Linked DNA regions of Athene noctua: region 1 is linked to region 2. The links are chromatin contacts, called in public Hi-C maps. All regions are on one chromosome and are shown on one strand. Each heading gives the region's core, a stretch centred on a gene start, on an enhancer-like site or on the middle of the called end of the contact. The rest is flanking DNA. Distances are from core to core; before and after follow the strand shown. Region 1 holds the start of MED7 (mediator complex subunit 7). Region 2 holds the start of THG1L (tRNA-histidine guanylyltransferase 1 like).

Evidence for each region. A called contact is a pair of places that touch in the nucleus more often than the background predicts.
Region 1: a Hi-C map of heart shows a contact between it and region 2, with 4 times the contacts expected there. The contact joins the promoter of MED7 here to the promoter of THG1L in region 2. A contact is called at or near these places in 2 of 2 Hi-C or Micro-C datasets (heart and liver).

What each region holds. Positions count from the first base shown.
Region 1 is chr12:15,846,353-15,851,207 of bAthNoc1.hap1.1, reverse strand. It overlaps MED7 (mediator complex subunit 7), which reads right to left and starts at 3,051. Exons shown (of 2, transcript XM_074916050.1): 1 at 2,981-3,051; 2 at 1,083-2,422. The coding sequence starts at 2,403. The coding sequence ends at 1,711.
Region 2 is chr12:15,671,506-15,675,941 of bAthNoc1.hap1.1, reverse strand. THG1L (tRNA-histidine guanylyltransferase 1 like) reads left to right here and starts at 2,098. Exons shown (of 6, transcript XM_074916328.1): 1 at 2,098-2,288; 2 at 3,196-3,372; 3 at 3,823-3,992. The coding sequence starts at 2,098. SOX30 (SRY-box transcription factor 30) reads right to left here and starts at 1,238. Exons shown (of 5, transcript XM_074916189.1): 1 at 1,132-1,238. The coding sequence starts at 1,207.

The DNA of each region.
Region 1 (4,855 bases), core at 1,802-4,301, 170 kb before region 2:
CCTTTTGTCTGATGCGGATTGCCTTTCCCGTGGTTATTCTGTCAGACTCCAGCAGCACAGCCAACCACTGCTGCTGGTAGCACACACTGCTCAACTCTTGCAGGCTGTGGTTTGACTAAGAGGCTAAAATACGTAAACAGTACTTCAGAAATCTACTTCTCTTTTTTCCGGATCTGCTCGATTACAGCAGATGAAACTTGTCAGCTTCACCGAGCTGACACAGCTATCAGTAAACCATTGGCCCCTACTGCTTCCCACACCTTTTTTTGCCGTAGTAGGTAGAATTTGGATAAGAGATTACATAGGATATGTAACAGACTGCGGTAAGCAGAAAGGACTTGGCAAAATAACCAATTCCTAGGAAGAATTACTCAAGCATTTAATCATAAGTTTCTGGTTCTAATACTCAGAAGCACCTCAGAGCATCTTGAAGCAAATGCTATTTTCTTCGTAGGCTATAATTTGGCAGTATTGGAAAGCTGCCCTGCTGTTACACTTGTAGCCTGGTAAGAGTTGCAGTCCATCATCTGACTGAAACTCTGTATGCACCTGGGCTTTGGCAATACAAAGTAACACAGAGAGAACACAGAGGTCACTTGAAAAGTAGTGTGGAAACCATGTCCCAGGCTCAAGGCTCACTTTGACAAAAAGTTGCTGAAATATAGATTTTGAGAAATGGTGCTCCCTGGCCACCTTTCCTGTCCCTGGATTACCTAACTCTTCTTAAGGACTCCATGTTTGGACTAAAACTGCAGCTGTGATCAAGTGTATTTGATTGAGGGCCACAAATATTCTTTGCTGAAGTAACTGATCTACTTTATATTGTTTATACAGAAAAAATTAAGTTGTAAGGAGCTACTTATTATCAATAACTGAAACGGCAGAAATGCTTCCATAAACATGCATTAGGCTAGAATCAGAACCAACAGAGCTGTCTGCCACAGACTACCTTACATGAGAGCAGAGTCACCAGGGAGAGTTTAAGTGAAAAGGAGGAAAAAACAAGGGACTAAAGTAGCCAAGAGACAGACATTAAAAAGTAGGCATTTTTGTAAGGTCAAGACTAGTTATAATTTACATCTAAGAAAATTAAAATCCAATTAATTTTAATTCATTTAGTTGAGGAGTGTACATCTATAAGGCAAATTACACCATATTACATCTGTAATAAAGGAATTCTTAGGTTCTCTTTAGTAGTTATATTATTACAGAACTAGAAAGGAATGGATTTTGCAGACTTTACACTAATCTTATTTTTAATATTGAATTACACATTCTGGAAAAGACCCACTGAAATTGTAAACAACTAGTACTTATTCGAAATAGAGGACTTGTTGACTACAGTTCCTCTCAATCAGATCTCTTACTTTTTTTTTAAATTGCGTTATAGTGTGGAAACAAAACAAAAACCACAAACATACCCAAAAAAGCAGAAAGTGACAAATGAAAGTACAATAGAAAAATCTAACTTTAATCTGTGGCTACCAACTCACACGATACATTTAACAGAAAGTATACTTTTTGTTTCTACTAATAAATGCACAATTACAAAATACTAAACATCTTTATCTGCCTAGTCACTCACAACCTCCAACAGGTGTACAATAAACACTTTGCCTACTTGTACAACAGCAAAACAAAATACAACATATACCTTCAGAATCCATCCTGCCTCTCACTATGGTGAGCTAACAAGAAAAAGTGTTTTCTTCATGTCATTTCATCAATAATGCTACACATAGCTGCATCTTTGTCTAAAACCTGATCTCTCTTGCCACCAGAACGCTCTCTCTGCTTTTCACTCTGTCCAATGCAGTTGCTGCCATCATCAGTATCCATTGTTTCTGTTTTTATTCCCAGTCCTCCCTCTGAATGAGGCAGATCATCAGGCAAGGAAGCCAAGCAGTTCTGAATCATCTCTACAACTCGCTCTAAGTGCTTCTGAAATCGCTCTGCTGTTTCCAAACGCTGACGTTTCTGCACCTCCATCATGACTCTTAGTGTCTCCCTAGCTTGGTGAGGGCGATATTCATTTATAAGATGATGGACATGAACAAAAAGTAGTTTCAAGTCTTCCAGTTTCTCCTCCCGCTTTATACTCCCCGGACTCCTGATCAAGATATCCAAGAGGTCCAAAAAGTTGACCAGTATAGACATATTAAGTTTTCTTAATTCCTTCTTGTGATCAAACTGCATAGGATGTAACCTTTCAATACCCTGGCTCTCCAAGGGTCGAATAATTAGATCATCACATTGAAACTGATTACCAAACATCATATAACTGTCTTTCACAGGCGGAGGTGGCTTTGGAGCCAGGCCTTTACGGATATTTTCATCAGTATATTCTTTTATGTATTGCATTGGAGGCGGAGGAAGGGCACTCACTTGCTGAGGTTCACCCATTTTTGTCAGACGAAAATACCTAGGGAATGTCCCAAGAAATATATGTTAAACAATTTGTATAACAGCCTTATCATATAAGTAGAAACAAAGGCAATATAAGAGAGCTGGCCGCGCAAAAATGAGCTAGAAGCAAGCTATCCAGTGCGTAGAATTCGGGAAACTCCCACATAAATCCATGTTTGCTTTTCGCCAAACCGTTAGCTTTTAGCGGGATTAACTTCACTAGAAGCACATAAAGCATTCATTTCTCGAAAGACCAGCCTGTAAACAGAGCAGCCTTCCCTAGCCGAGGCCTGGCCCGCTAACACCCCGCCCCACAAGAGAGAAAGGGCGCAGCCCTCAGGGGAGAATGCGGCCTAGCACCCCGGGCCCACAGCTGCCGCCGCCTGCTGCGCTCCGGGCCGGGCCGGGCCAGGCTCTGGGAAGGCCCAAGCCTCGCCGCGGAGATCGCCAGGCCACCGCCGAAGAGAGAACCGGGAGCGCACTACGACAAGACCCCACCGACGACTGCGCACACACCCGGCGGAGGCGCCAGCCCCGCTCGCAGCCCGCAGCCGCGGGGACCACCCACCCTCACCTGCCCGCCGAGCTCCCTCAGCGCCACCGCCGGCACCCCGCTTCCGGCCAGCGGCCCGCCTCCCCTCCTCCCCATTGGCTCGCCTACCTCGGCAGGCACACTCTGATTGGCCCTCCCGAACACCGATCAGAAGCTTGCTCCACTCACGGCAGGGGCTCTTCTCGGCAGGCGGTGCCGAGCTCCGCGGGGCGGGCGGGCCCTTGCTGAGGGGCCGAGGCCGAGGCCGCAGTGCTGCTGTGGGCCGCCTAGCGGTGCGGGGTCCCTGCCCAGGAGCCGCTCCCGAGGCGGCGAGGCCAGAGGCATGTGGGGGTAGGAGCGGCCGGGCGGGCGTGTGCAGGCCTGGGGGCCCCCTCGGAGACGCCCCCGCTGCCCTGGAATACTGCTTAGAGACACGGGCTGACTCCTTCGGAGGAACCTATCGGCATCTGCCAAGGTGGTACTTGAGTTATTATGCGGTGATCATGTAGCGTGTGATCCTGTGGCGTGTAGTGAACGTACTGTTGTCCAAAAAGCGGATTCGTCGCCCGGTGTATCAATAATCACATGCTCAGGAGAGACATTGCTTATTTATTTTAGGATTGCACAAGCCTAGGTGCTCAGTGGTCTCCCACAAATCAAGCACATGTGTCATCTGGACTTATATTTGTACACAAATTTTGCAGAGTCAGTAATTTTCCAAGTCACACTCTCTAGGATGACTGGTTAGCAATTTATATACAGTTATAATACTGCTGACACAATACTTCTATGCATGCTCAAGGGAAGGTTCTTCACCTGGGCAAGGGTCTTTTTGACCTACAGGTGTGATTTTTAGTATTATAATAAGGGTAGTTGAGCTGAGGATACATGGGCCTTGAGTTTGCTTGCCCAGTTGGCAATGTAGCCTCTTCCAGGTCTAATTGTTGGGGGATGTCCTTGCTCAAAGAGGGATATTTACTTGTTCTTCTGATTAGGGATGCCGTTTGGCTTTAACATATACAAAGATCATCTTTCTTGACCTAAGCATAATATTACTACATTGTTCTAAAAGTTTAATCTCCAACAGTATGGTATGCAGTGCTTCCACGCATCAGAAATGCAGGCATTACCCTGGTCATGAAATGGAGACGTTACCCTGGAAAGTGTTTGCATCATTCCCTCAGCTGAATACACTAAACCTAACCACATAAAGACTGTTTCAAACAGCTGGGCTCCATTGGTTTTGTTTCAGTGTTGTTTTCGGAGGAGTTAAAGAAAAAAATGCGGATTTAAGTTTTTCACCTTTGGATCATGAGGAGCTGGGCTTGCTGGCATCACTTTTGTAGGAATTTCTGCCTGAAATGGCCAACAGGAAAGGATTTTTGACACTTGGCCATTTATGTCCCATTTTCTCTCCTCCTCAGCAGATGGCAGCAATGGCCTTTGTCTGACGGGAACCCTTTGTGTGTACATGCAATATCATTTACAGATTCACTTTTCAAGATTGAAAATGGTAATTTCGATTGAATTATAATTACTTTGGATCTTATTTATTTCTAAAACAATGCAAAGAAACTCCAGAACAGTTAGGTTTATTTGACTAGAAAACCTGAAAAAAATTACAGCTCACATTTTACTGAATATCTGAATATGTATTTAAATAAACCAAACCACACTTTACAATTGACAATAAGTGCAACCCCAGCTGCAACATAGTCTGATCTATTTTCCTTTGTAAGCAAAGTATACTTTGGGGAGGAAACAACCCCTTTTGAGACATTTTGTTCTCAGATGATGTAGCGAGTGCCTGTCACATTGGAAGGAACTGCAGTGAACTTGCTGAGCAGTCTCTCCCATTATGAAGTTCAGTGATGTTCTCTGGCAGTGCTGTACAGTACTTACACATTTTACCTGATG
Region 2 (4,436 bases), core at 849-3,348:
TTGGCAAAAGTCAAAAAATTCACTAGAGCTTTGGAACACATGAAGCTCAATACACATTTGTCACAGCAGTTCCTAGAAAAATAACAAAGGCTAAGGGAGTATCCTCCACTAACCTTCACTGAACCACTGCATAAGGAATCATTTACCTGGCTTTTGTTGCATGTTATTTAAAAAAAACCCAAACAAACAAACAAACCAAACATGTGAGACTGCTAACACATTGGTTTGGATTTCATTTGGCCAGATTGTTTTCTTATGAATTTAGAAACTAAACATTGTATAGCATAGACTATATCACTGCCAATTTTTTATCACCACCAGAACTATATAACTAAAGCCCTAATGATGCAGGGACCAGATCTAATGATGGCAGTTTAGTCCCACACCTGCAGTCCCTGGCTTCTCAGCTGAGGTTGTTGCTGTTCAGGGTTTCTGGTTGTTTGTTTGGGTTTTTTTTCCCTTTCTCACTTTTTTCTCAGATTTGGATGCTAATTTTGCTGGAGGAACCCGTGTTACTATATGACTGTTATATACATGAAGCTTTGCCTCTTTGTAAATTCTGACTGCATTTAAATTGAGCTGGTGACAGGATGAACCCTCAGAGCCCTCACAACTGATCCTTGAGCAAGCAACTTCCTCTCTGAAAAAGGTTTATAAATGAACTCTTTCACTTTATCATTAAAGGGCAAAAAGCTTCTAGGCTTTAACACCTCACTTTTAAGTCATTAATTTTGAATGCCTAGATCTCTTTCATAAAAAGTAAGCTTCTAATCCAGACGTTTCAAAATGTTCCTCATTTAACATGCCCACATTTTCTGAGAAGTGTATGAATGCTTTATAGCTTTAAAAAAAAAACCTAGCAGATTTCTGACCTTAAGGTTGCAACCACAACTCAGTGCAATTCTGAATAGGCATAAGGGGTTTAACGTAGTCAGGGGACAAGTGGACAAACTGCATTGTTTCTTAAACCACTAAGAACTCTGTGCTCCCGTATGCTTATTTCTTACGCTGAAGGAGGGAGTCTATCCAAAGGGGCAGTTCTCTAATGTGACCTTTCAGCTTGTGTTCTCCTATGTGGTAACTTGTCAGCTGTGTGTCACTGAACCCCTGCAAGGTCTCGTAACATTATACCTGAATCGGAGGGCAGTATTGTGAAGGGAACATTTTTAGTTTCAATCTTTACTGGATGCTCCAGTAAAGCCCTCATTTTAAGCGGCACTCGCTCCACCGGCACTTTAGCTGCGTGGATCAGCTCTGGCGGCAGAGGGCTCTGGATCTGTATGCAGGTCCCAGGCCGTAAGGGGTGCAACACAACCGGGTTCTTCAGCTCTCCGGGGGGGATCCCAAAGCCCTCGCGCTGCTGCACCGTGCGGCCACCAGTGCTGGCCTGAGCCGGCCCGCACAGGGCTCCAGCCGGGCCATAGTCCTTTTCCCTCTTCACCCTGCAAGCCTTGAAGGCCGTGTTAGGCGGCTCCCCTTTGACATCACCGCCTCTCCGGGGCTCCTTCCTATTCCACCTCTTCTCCAGCGCCTTCACCTCCTCCTGGCTTGCTCCGCTGACCCCTTCATCGTCCCTTTCCCTCTTGATGGCGCCGCGGGCCCCCCCTTTACCCCTCCGCGGAGATGGGGAGCTCCTGGTCTCGACCCCCGACCCCCCGCCGTCCGTGCAGCTGCCCAGGGAGTTTCCCCCCTCCGGCTCGGGCTCCTCGACTTTGACTTGCAGCACGCTGAAGGGGCCCAAGAGCTCCCACCGCGGGGGGGAGGGCGGCGGGGGGCGGCTGGGGCGCGGGGGCCGCTCCGGGGTGGGCCTGGAGCGGAGCGGCCGCGCCCTCTCCCTCCGCTCCATCCCGCCGCGGCCGTTTGCTGCCCGCGGCCGTTGCGCCAACGCCCAACGGCCGCGCACCCATCCCCGCTCCCGCCCGCGCGCCGCGGGGACCGGAGCCGCCGCGCTCGGGCCGCGGCCGCTCGCCCCCCGCCCCGCCACGCCCCCCGCCGCCGGCGGGCGGCTGCAACCATAGAGAGGTCCGCCGAGACGCCTAGAGGGGCTCGCCGCCGTGCCCTTGGCGGGCGCCCGCCGCTTCCGCTTCCGCTGTGGCCATGCTGGGGTGCTGGCGGGCCGCCGCGGCTGTCTCTGTGGGGAGCGGGCGGTGGGCGGGCTGTGTGTGCGGCCGTCGCCGTCTCTCCATGGCGAAAAGCAAGTTCGAGTATGTGCGGGACTTCGAGACGGACGATAGCTGTCTGCCCAACTGCTGGATAGTGGTCCGGCTGGACGGCCGCAACTTCCACAGGTGAAGGCCGGGCGGGCAGCCAATGGCCGGGGCGTTTATAGCGGTGTGGTCGCTATGGCGACGCCTCAGCGAGCTGGAGGACGGGGGCTGGGAGACGGCGGGGCGTGGGAGGGAGTTTCCTCGGCTTAAAGGCGCTGGGAGTGCGGGCTCTGAGTGTTGTGTCGAGAAGAGGGGCCCCGACTGGTGCCGTACAGTTGGCCTTGGCCCACCCGGGTGAACTCTGTAGTTGCAAGGGTTACAAATCCTCCTTTCCCCCGAATCACTGTGAACCCTTCACTCGGCTTCTCCAGGGCGCGGAGTTACTACGGGTGTTTTGTCTTCAAGGGCCATGAGCACTTTCAGAACGTGCCTTTGACAGGGCGGTAGGGAAATGGTGCCTTGGGTGTGCTGGGGGGTGGACAGCAAGTGGTGTACAGGGATATTTAGTTGTCTTTGAAGTCAGTGTCTGTGTGGCATTTGCCTTTCTTTGGGATAAATAGAACACAGTTCTCTTGAGTGGTAGGTGACATGTTCTTGCTGTGTATTTGGTCTCTAGTTTGGCCATGGGGGGTTCTGGTAAAGCTCTCAAGTGTTGACAAGTTTATTGATACCATTGCTCTTGTGACTATAAAAGGCACCCTAGGAGAAAGTGAGTTTACAGAAAGCAGTATTTGACATCCTTTTCCAGGTAAAATACAAACCAGTCATTTTGAAGGACTGGTTAAGGTGAAAGAGAATGGGTTATCCAAAGTATCATATATAAAAGGATGTTTTTGTTATTGCTTCTCATACCTGGAGGGAATTCTCTGTCAGTACTGACAGGACACTGGAAATCAATATTCATGGAAGCAAATATGAGGAAAATGAACACGTTAATATTTTCAGTAGCTTTTTAAAGAGTTTTCATTCAACCATTTTTGCTTTGAAGGTTTTCTGAGCAGCATGAGTTCAAAAAGCCAAATGATGACCGTGCTCTTCATCTGATGACCAAGTGTGCCCAGACAGTGATGCAAGAGTTGGAGGATATTGCTATTGCTTATGGACAGAGTGATGAATATAGTTTTGTTTTCAAAAAGAATAGTAGATGGTTTAAAAGAAGAGCAAGGTAATAGCTGCTTTGATGCTAAAGTGAACTTGTTTTTAACATCTCTCTCTAAACCTGTAATTCTTCTTTGAATTTGCCTTTATGTACACACAGAGGTTAGGAGTAGGGCTGTATTTGGGTGCAATGCTACAGTTAGTTCAGGTTCTTCATGTGAACTCTTTGCATGTGTTCAGTGAAACAGATTTTTAAAAAAGCTTTGCTGAAACAAGTATTGGAAACATTGTTAGAACAAACATTCTTTTGATAAAATGTTACCTTTTCCAAACTTTCTCACTCGATTCTCAGTACTTCCTGTTCTTCAAAAGACTATGCTTATGCTAGTCTGCTTGGCCATTATTTAAGAAATGCCGCTATCCACCAGAATTATTTCTACTGATACCTCAGATAATCACAGATATATAATCATATTGATGTATTTCTTTCTTTTTCCTTTTCCTTTGTGTTTGCAAGTAAGTTCATGACTCATGTGGTCTCCCAGTTTGCCTCAAGTTACGTTTTCTATTGGAAGGATTACTTTAAGGACCAGCAACTTCTGTACCCACCAGGATTTGATGGACGAATTGTGTTGTACCCCAGCAACCAAAATTTAAAGGACTACCTCAGCTGGAGACAAGCCGATTGTAAGTGTTTCTAGAAACGGCAGTTTGTGCAGTTTGAGTTCTCTTCCTCTCTGAATATAAATGCCTTTATTGCCAGTGATTTTGTATATATAGGTATCAGTGAAAGAGCAGCAGGTAGGGTGGTAGTTTTACATAAACAGTATTAGAATTGTTTTGGGCTTTGTATGGATACAGCAATAACTGGCTGAAATTCTGAGTCTTCAGGCTACAACTGTATTTGTTGCATCCTGGAAGTGAGTTCAGCTCAGAAAATATTAGAATTATTAGTAGAATTAATTTTTTTTTTTTTATGTTCTGGGTTTGTTTAGCCAAGGTAATTAATCTTCTTTAATGAAGAGATGTCAGTGTTCAAATTCACACCATGTAGCAATCAGAAGTGCTGTGTACTCCATGCTCAAACAGACCATTGGATTTACTTTCTAGGCGTTTGTTAGTACCTAGTCT